2 separate regions of the Mus musculus genome follow, and region 1 is linked to region 2. The links are chromatin contacts, called in public HiChIP or PLAC-seq maps. All regions are on one chromosome and are shown on one strand. Each heading gives the region's core, a stretch centred on a gene start, on an enhancer-like site or on the middle of the called end of the contact. The rest is flanking DNA. Distances are from core to core; before and after follow the strand shown. Region 1 overlaps Myo10 (myosin X). Region 2 has its middle 80 kb from the start of Gm48957.

Region 1 (4,852 bases), core at 518-3,017, 160 kb after region 2:
ATTTTGGTTCTTTTTCCAGGAGTCGAAATGTTTGCACCCTGTTGGCTCTGCTGTTTACAGTGATGCTAGAACTTCTCCTCTTAAACATGTTCCCCAAGAAGAGGTATCTTTCTGTGCAGCATCCAGGCAGAGGGCGCTTTTGTAGATATCTGTTGTCCCGTTGACACACCTTTGTGACATTTGTATGGAAAACAAAGCATTTAGATTGTGCAGCTGGAGAGAGATCTTCCAGCTTGCCATGGGGGAAGGAGAGGGCACAGCATTGTGCATTGTGTGGAAGGATTAAGGTTCCTTGTCAGTTGAAGGGCAGAGGTGTGGGCTTCACAGATGCGCATCTATACAGAGATGCTTGCTTCACACACTTGGAGGGCAACTGCTGATGCTGTCGAGTGGGATGCCATCGTACTTTCTCAGTGGCTGCGCGTTGCAGAGTCCCCAAGGCATGCTAACGAAGAGTATTCTTCGTTTCTAAGGCTGGCTGCAACTGCCTGAGCTTCTAAAGCTTTCTTTCTCTGAAAAGAGATAGAAGGGAGCCAACCCCCAAGGGTGATAACTCACTCCTCCCTAAATACGACCATCAGTCCATTCATGAACCTTTGCTCTCCTGACCCAACGACTCCACCTCTCAAAACAGTTGCACTGGTGGCTCAGGTTCCAGGAGGGTAGGGACATTGGAAACACGAAAGCCCTGGTTTAGCAAGCTGTTTGGTTACACACGGGAACTTTTTAAAAAATGTTTCAAATGACATATTTTACACTGACCTTTCAACTCAATAATTTCAAAGCAAGAACTTGGATTGCACTGGGTGTTCATTATAGAGGGAAATTATAGCTGTGGGGGTGTCTACTAGGGTTTCATAGTAAACTCCCTAGGAGCGGTGAGGTCCATCGTTGGACAGACTATGTACCCCTGACCCTCCTCGGCTTTGCTTGGAGCTGAGGCTTTTCCCTCTGGGACCAACTCTGCATCGGTGGCTTTTTGTACCCTGTGGTCTGTGTTTAAGCTGAAAGCCACTGTCTGTTTCTTGGGATGTTTTCCCAGTCAGAGTAGGTTTGAGGGTCTCTGTGCTGGCTTGGTTAGTTCTGTGTCTAGTTTATACAAGCCAGAGTTGTCTGAGGGGAGGGAACCTCAACTGACAAAATACCCCTGGAAGACTCTGCTGTAGGCAGGCCTTTCGGGCATGACCTTAATTAGTGATTGTGAGAGAGCCCAGCCCATTCAGTGTTGTACCACCCAGGGCTAGTGGTCTCCAGTTCTATTAAAAAAAAAAAAAAAAGCAGGCTAAAGAAGCCATGAGGAAGCTAGAAAGCAGCGCCCTCCGAGGCCTCTGCATCAGCTCCTGCCTCCAGGTTCCTGCGCAGTTTGCTTTTCTGCTTTGGTTTCCCTCAGTGGACTGTGATTCAGGACATGTAAGCCAAACAAACCCTTTCCTCTCTAGGTTGATTTTAGTCATGATGCTTCATCACAGTGATAAACCCTGGCTAAGATAGTCACTGAATTGGTGAGTTTTCATGCCCTAAAGGAAAGGAAAGGAAGACCCTGCCTTAGTCCAGCGAGACCAACCCCAGCCACTGACTGCATGAGGACCCAGCCCTGAGGCTGAAGTTTTTCACATCTTCACTTTGTCCTTGGGTACTAGCAACTTTTGAAGTCTTCCCTGTAGCTTGACTCTACTGTGAAGGAAATCATGAAAATCCCCATCCTGTGAGAGCTGATGGGAAATTTGCTGGCTGCTGCTGACTGCAGCCTGAGTCATGGCTGACTTTGCGTACAGTTTTTCTAGTCCTGCCTGTGAACGGAAGACAGGGCTTAACTTCTCAGTCTAGAGGGAGCAGGGTCTGACACGGGAAGGGGCGAGCAGTTGGGACTGCATCCTGATCGTGTGGATGCAGCTCTTTGTACATGCACTCACCTGTGCATTCTTCCAGCCAAGTGAAGCTGCCATGAGGGATGGCGGTCATGGGCTTAATTGCTGCTGGTGTGGTTTATGAAAGTTGGGGTTTCTAGAGTTTTTAGCCTGTGGAGTTACTCTGAGTGATGCAGGGTCTCTCTGGGGAGGCTTCCTAAGCTGGCATTCCTCTGACAGTGGGTGTCAGTGGTGAGTGGCTTCCTGGATGAGAGGGAGGTTGAGGCCTTTGTTTTGAACTAAGGTGAAGAATATCTTGAGTTCAGCTCAGTGGTACTTTGACTAAGTACCCCCGTGTATTCCAACTGGTGACTTTGTGGGTTTCCAAGTGTGGAGCAGTGGAGATCCAAGTGAAATCTAATCCTTCAAGATGACGCAGCCGTGGTGTGCTTGTGTCTTGTAAATGCAATTTGAAGAACAAAGACACTGTATTGTTTGTGGAAGTCATTTTTGTCCACATGTTATTGGCCCCAGGAGCGATCTGAGGGTTAGAGCCTTCCAGAGCTGGGCCCTAAGGTGTCTTAGACTGCTTGTTCCTGGGCTAGACAAAGGTGAATGTCTCAATTGTTGAGCTGTGTGGTGCTGTTAATAGTTATAGGTGGTCATTAAGGGGAGCTCTGTAAACCCATTTACGGGGAGTTTCAACCTCAGTTGGCACTTTGCAGAAAATTGGACTTTCAGCTCCAGGCTTCCGTTTGCCTCTAGGGACTAAGCCCATTCACACCCAGAACACACTCACACTCACACACACACACACACACTCTCTCTCTCTCTCTCTCTCTCTCTCCCTCTCTCTCCCTCTCTCCCTCCCTCTGCCTCCCTCCCTCTCTCTCTCTTTCTCGATCGGTTGCTCGCTCACCCTCGCTTTCACTCTCTTGCCCTTTCTGTGTTTGTGTGTTTCTGTCTCTCTGTGTGTCTCTGACTCTGTTTCTCTCTCTCTCTCTGTCCGCCTCTCTGTCTGTCTGTGTGTGTGTTTCTCTTTCTCTCTGTGTGTATCTCTGTCTCTGTGTTTGTCATCACACATGTTGCCTGTGGTACTCTGAATACATTTCCCAAATTCTTTCTCCTGGCATGAAGTTTAGATTCACTGGACTCAGCATCATTGAACAAAACTCCTGAACAGTTGTTCGGCCGTCTGTGTTCTCAGTGCTGCTCAGTTTTGCCCTGTGGCCCCAGGAAGTAGATTATATTTGTTTCCCCTGTTCTGATGACACCCCCAAAAAATAAGAAACAAAAAAGAAGTTCCTGGATCTTAATGCATGCATGTACTCTTGGCGAAGTGTGATAAAGATCCCTTAAAGGCAGTCTGACATGACACTCAGGACTGAATCGTCACTCAAAACCTGGTCCTGGTCTGTTTTGTATGCCAAAGTGAAGTGCCCAAAGCTAGTAATTTATAAAGGATAACGTTTATCTCACTCACAGTTCTGAAGGAGGGTAAGTCCAGCTGATGGTTGGTGAGGCCCCTTACATCATGATGTGACTGAGGACATCATCTAGGGAGACAGAGCAAGCCCCATAACAAAGCCACTCCCCTGTCACCTATGCCTCTACTCATCCAGGCGGGACCACGGTTCCAACACGTGCAACTTAGACAATTCATTCAGGCCACAAAGCCTAACTACAGTGTGACCAGGACACACCCAAGCATCACTAACTGAAGGACATTCTGCAGCTCCATGACCAGAGCTCCTCCAAATTGTCACAAATTGTCAAGGCCGTCAAGCAGCCAGTCTGAGAAACTGAACCAGGGAGATACAGCACTAGACACAATGTTCCGGAGGAGGTTCCGAGATAGGGAAAATGGGACTGGGAAGTCTGGGGGAATCTAACTAGAACGTGCACCTCATGTCCCTCAGTGCAACTGTAACAGAGGATGCGGGAGTGGGGGACGGACAGAGCTTAGTGTATTATCTTTGCCACTTCTTAGTGTGTTTGCAAACTTCCTAAACTGAGACCTTCACTTTGAAGCAACAGCGTGTCTGCATTCCCCCCACTGCCTCACTCGCTGGTTCATGAAGGAGTGTCTGAGATCCCAGTCCTTGCTTCTGAGTGCTCTCCAGCCAGAGGAGTGGCCCTGTCTGAGAGCATCATCTCCTCTTCTGCACACGAGTAGGTTGGTAAAGTCTTTTTTTGTTGTTTTGGTGCTGGGGAGGCGCTGGGTCTCACACATGCTAATAAGCACGTTATTATTCAGCCGTAGCCTTGGCTTTTTACTTTTTTTTTTTTTTTCAATTTTTAAAGATTCAAAAATAAGCCAGACAGTGGTGGCACAGGCTTTTAGTCCCAGCACTTGAGAGGCAGAGGCAAGTTAGATCAATGAATTCAAGGCCCGCCAGGGCTACACAGAGAAAAAAACCTGTCTTGAAAACACAAAACAAAAGACTTAAAAATATTTTAATATTTAACTGTTTTCTTTGTGTATGTGTGCAAGCACTCTCATGGTACAAGACAAGGGTGGTGGCTGGAAGCTACTCTGTGAGAGTCAGTTCTTTTCTACATGCATGTCCCAGGGATTGAACTCAGCTTGCCAGGTTTGCTGTTAATCACCTTCACCTGCTGAGCCATCACACAGGCCCCACTCCTACTTAAACAGGACTGTCGCACAGTTTCCAAGTCTCAGGAGAGCAGAGAGAAGAAATATGGAAAGTCATGAGGATGGATTTCATGCAGGAGAGAAGTACGTTAATTTAAATCAAATCTTGGCTGGCATCAGGAGGGACACAGGCAGACCGGGATGTCACAGTAGTTGTTCCTTACTCTCTGCTGGGCCGCCTTCCCCCCTTCCTGATGGGTTATTTCTAAATGACTAAGTTATTTTTAAATGCCTCCTAAGTGGCCGCAGGTGAAATTGTAGCTCTGGTGGTTTGGAGGGAAAGTCAGAGCATGCGGTTGGGCAGATGGTGCCTGTACGTTCTCCTGTCCCTTGCAAGGCTTTCAGAATG
Region 2 (4,404 bases), core at 1,337-3,836:
CTGCACTGAGAAGCCGGGTGTGAGCTCAGAGCCATATTTCACTACTCAGCCCGTTATTTATTCACAGCCGACTACATGCCAAGGCACAGCTCAATACAGCAAGGATATAAAAGGAAACTTCAAGAGGTTTCCCTTTCAGGAATTATTGATCTCTGGCAAAGCATCCCTCCCTTTGAAAACGTCTGTCTGCTTTCTCCAGGACCTCTGGGCATAGAAAACTCACACAGCTTTTCCATCAAATCCACATGGCCATACCTCCTCAAGCTGTGTTGAATGGGGGTTATTGAACAGCGCTTAGACTGGTTACTATGCCTGTCCTTTGAAAACAGACTAACCAGAGTCCTGGGCTCATAAATTCAACACCTACCCTTTCTGACACATCTCTCCCTCTCCCTCTCCCTCTCCCTCTCCCTCTCCCTCTCCCTCTCCCTCTCCCTCTCCCTCTCCCTCTCCCCTTCCCCGTCCCTCTCCTTCCCCCTCCCCCTCCCCCTCTCTCTCAAGGTTAAGGGCTATAGCTACCAGAGGATAAACGTTCCAGATGTGGATAAACATTCAATATCATGAGACAGGACAGAGCTGAACAATCGACTCCTCTTCAGCCCGAACTTTCCCATTAGTGTAGGAGAACAGCACAGACTCTGATTACAGAACGAGCAAACAGGGCATAATGTGTTTTCGATAACTGCTGCTGAGCCAGACTCCAGGTCTGTTTTGGAGAGGTCTATTTGACACTTACAGCTTGCTGGGGGATCTGAAGACCAACCAGGAAAGGGAGCTGGAGTTTTCAAATGAGAATTGGGGAGGGGGGTGCTGGGCTGACACATATGCAAACTAGAGACGGGAGACTTCTGCCTGAAATAGTCCAACACTGAGTAACACCTTTACCTGAAGGTCTCAGGGTTGCCATGACAGCCATGCCTTTAAGAAAAACAGCCTATGGAGTATTTTTGACTCCTGGTTTTGCTTGGTTAGTTGGTTGGTTGGTTGGTTGGTTGGTTGGTTGGTTTGGTTCAGTTTGGTTTGGTTTAGTAGGGGGCAGGGGGTTAAAATTAACTTGAGGCTGAGTGTGGGGAAGGGTCTAAAAATCACGCAGTTGCAGCTCGTTGAACCAGAACTGGAGCCTGGGCTTCCCATTCCCAGACCTGTGTGTTTCTAGCTCCGGGGTATCTGATGACCCTCTGGCCTCTTTGGGTACCAATACTCATATAGTGTATGCTCACAGAGACACACACATGCATATTAGTAAAATAAATAAATAAATATTGGGGTGGGAATATAGAATCTAGTTAAACAACTGTTAGAAGGAAAACACTGTTCTCAGATGAAACTATGTCCTTTGGTATTTTATTAAGACTTATGTATCCCAGTGCTGTTTATACATAAGACCCTCAGAGATACATCCTGAAAGGCAGGTTGCAGAACAGACTGCCTTCAGAGTCTCTTGGCCTGGATGTTAACTCTGGACTAAGAAATCAATAAAATGACCGATGAAAGGCTAGCTCATTTTGGAGTATGGCATGCACTTTGTTTCTTCAGCCTGATTCCCTAAATGCGAGGTCTGAGTCCAGGATCCTCTTGTGCAGTGCATCCGTCAAGAGACTGTGCTTCAAAACTGCACGTGAGAAGGTGAACAGTTTCCATCGCTCCAGTTCCATGCATCAGGAATCTGCCCCCATGGCAGTGCAGGCTGTGAGGCTGTGAGTCTCAACCTCTGAGCTACTCCCAATCTCTCTCTCTCTCTCTCTCTCTCTCTCTCTCTCTCTCTCTCTCTCTCTCTCTCTTTCTCACTCTCTCTCTCTCTCTCAGGCAGACATCCCCTACATCTGCTCTGTGTCTCTCCTGTCCTGTCTCCCTGTGACGGTTTGTATATGAGCATCCCAGGGAGAGGCACTATTAGAAGGTGTGGCCTTGTTGGAGGCAGTGTGTCTCTGTGAGGATGGGCTTGGGGGGATCTTCCTCCTATCTGCCTGAGGATGCCCAGTCTGCCCCTGGCTTCCTTCGGATGAAGATGTAGAACTCTCAGCTCCTCCTGCACCGTGCCTGCCTGGATACTGCCATGCTCTGGCCTTGATGATAATGGACGGAACCTCTGAACCTGTAAGCCAGCCCCAATTAAATGTTGTCCTTTATAAGACTTGCCTTGGTCATGGTGTCTGCTCACAGTAGTAGAACCCTAACTAAGACATTCTACTCACTCCTTATGAAAGCAGCAGTCAGGTTGGATGAGGCTAACAGGCCCACGAGGCCTTATCAGCTCTCAAATGCAGCCACACTTGGAGTATGGGGATTCAGAACCTCAACCTCTGAATTTGAGGGGAAACATGCAACCCATGTTAGAGAGTGAGAGAAGGGGGCAGAGTGAGGTGAGGAAGAGGAAGGTAGGATATGGTCTCCAGGGCAGGCTGGTCTCAGCCTTCAGAGTTCGTGTGAAGAGGCCTTTCCGCAGTCATCTAACCACCTAGTGGTAAGGAGGCTTGGGGTTTTGTTACTTCTCAGGCTGCGGTCAGTGGGAGGGTGTTGGAGTGGGGCTTACTGGAGTATTTATAAAAAGAGTTCAGACAGGATGGCTCCTAGGAGTTAAAGGCCTTTACCAGAGGCTGACAGTGGTGTGAGTCATTTACTGCCTCAGCATTTGGAGACAGCCACCCTCATACAAGGGGAAGAGTGAGGAAGGAGGGGTGAGACACCATCACCATCCACAGTACACGCCCAGTTCCTTGGCTCCTGGATACATAATGGATGTCACCAGCTTTATGTCTTGCATGAGTTAAAGCCACACTTTAAGTATTAACACAGGACATATGGCCACAGGGAAAGGGGTCGTAACCTTTGCCAAGGGGAGGGGCAGGCCAGACCCTTCGCATTTCTAACCCAGTGACCCAGGCCTGAATTCCTAACTTCAGTCATCACTGAATCTTTGAGCCGTGGCTCCTCATCAGCTTTGAAGTCCATCTTCTCTCCGTTCTGACCACCATTGACTTGGTCTAGGGGATCCAGCATCTTTCTCTCCTCCTGTGACTAAAGCATCACATAGACCTGGTCTCACTGCCTCTCGCCTAAGCTCGACTGAATCTCAGTTCACTCTGCTTTTGGGGAAAGCAATGATAACATCTGTCTTCTTAGTAATGACTCCTCCGTGTGGAAGGGGGGAGGGTATGTGAGAGTGAGTGTGCTTGTGTGTGTGTATGTGAGCATACGTGTGTGAGTGTGCATGTGTGTGTGTATGTGTGTGTGTGAGAGAGAGACAGAGACAGAGACATAGAGCGAGAGACAGAGAGAGAGAGAGAGAGAGAGAGAGAGAGATCTTGGGCTGTTTTAATCTTGTTGTCTAAGATGAAAGCATCTTGCCCACAGGACTCGGTGACAGACTTATTAGATCAGCATCTAGTGCATACTGTGCTTGCATCAGAACTACAGGTGGCCACAGAAGGGCACTCAGTCTCTCTAGCAATAGAGTGCAGGGGGCTTCAGTTGAAACAAATGAATAAAGCTAGAAGTGTACTGGCAGTCAACTAAATGAATATCCTTTCTCCCGTGATCGTTTTGCAAATGCTGCAATCAGGCATTCCCAGGATCCCGGTTTCAACCTTAAGCCCCGACATCCAAGGTAAACATTTAACGTTAAATTACAGTTGACCCCAACAGAATACATTAATGTTAGATAAGGGAAGAAAAATCAACAGAATCTTCTCACTTGAAGAAGTGATAGAGTTACAAACAAAGCACTGTGGTTGCTCCCAGTTTTTAACTGTGTCGTATGTGACGAAACACTAGCATGGGAGGGCATGGTCATTTTGACCCTGCTATTTGGCTAGATAAAGCACAACCCACAGGAAATGAGCTATAGCCATGTATATCCGCTTCTTTCCCTTGACCTCAGAAGCCTCCTCTCCCACTGTATCCTGCCCTATCTGTCCATCACTGTCCTCTTCCAACGCCATCCCTTCAAACCCCAGTCTTTGCTTACTCTCCCATTGTTGGTTTCTCTGCTGCAAGATCTTCCCTAGAGCCTCTCTCCCCCTCCCTGGCTCCTCTACGGCTCATTTCCTTCCCTCTCTTCTGCACAGAGCCTATAAGATCGTTTGGTTCAGATGCCTGGGAAAGTCTCTGAGAGATCAGCATGGCCTTCACACAGACAGTGTGGACCTGGAGTACACAGGCAGAGAGTCTGGGAGCTGAACAGCAGTCCATTTCCTCTGTCAACACAAAAGAACAAAGATATCCTGAAGTTCCTTTAAATGCCAGTAGTCTGTGCTCTCCATGCCTGTCCTGGTGTCTTTCTAGACATCTCATCTATGTCCCTGCCTCCAAACCTCACACTTCCCTTCATCTGACCTGTGACTCCTTCTTCTCTTCTCTTCCTTTGCTTCTTCTCCTCCCTCCTTTCTTTTCAGTGACTTTTTA

The links. HiChIP or PLAC-seq counts read pairs in DNA pulled down with a chosen protein or histone mark.
Region 1: a contact with region 2 is called in an H3K27ac HiChIP or PLAC-seq map of trophoblast stem cells, with 3 times the contacts expected there. The contact joins two enhancer-like sites. A contact is called at or near these places in 3 of 115 datasets of contacts at active chromatin or transcription factors (embryonic stem cells, extraembryonic endoderm stem cells and trophoblast stem cells) and 1 of 9 other capture datasets (embryonic stem cells).

The regions. Positions count from the first base shown.
Region 1 is chr15:25,651,399-25,656,250 of GRCm38.p6, forward strand. The region is part of intron 1 of Myo10 (myosin X); the gene reads left to right. Among named protein-coding and RNA genes, the nearest start is that of Myo10, 31 kb to the left of the region's middle. Within about 2 kb of position 1,768, at least 58 of the 459 cell types and tissues checked have an H3K27ac peak or open chromatin away from gene starts, as enhancers often do. A contact at or near this core is called in trophoblast stem cells, where this site is marked.
Region 2 is chr15:25,492,310-25,496,713 of GRCm38.p6, forward strand. No RefSeq gene overlaps it. Among named protein-coding and RNA genes, the nearest start is that of Gm48957, 80 kb to the left of the region's middle. Within about 2 kb of position 2,587, at least 54 of the 459 cell types and tissues checked have an H3K27ac peak or open chromatin away from gene starts, as enhancers often do. A contact at or near this core is called in trophoblast stem cells, where this site is marked.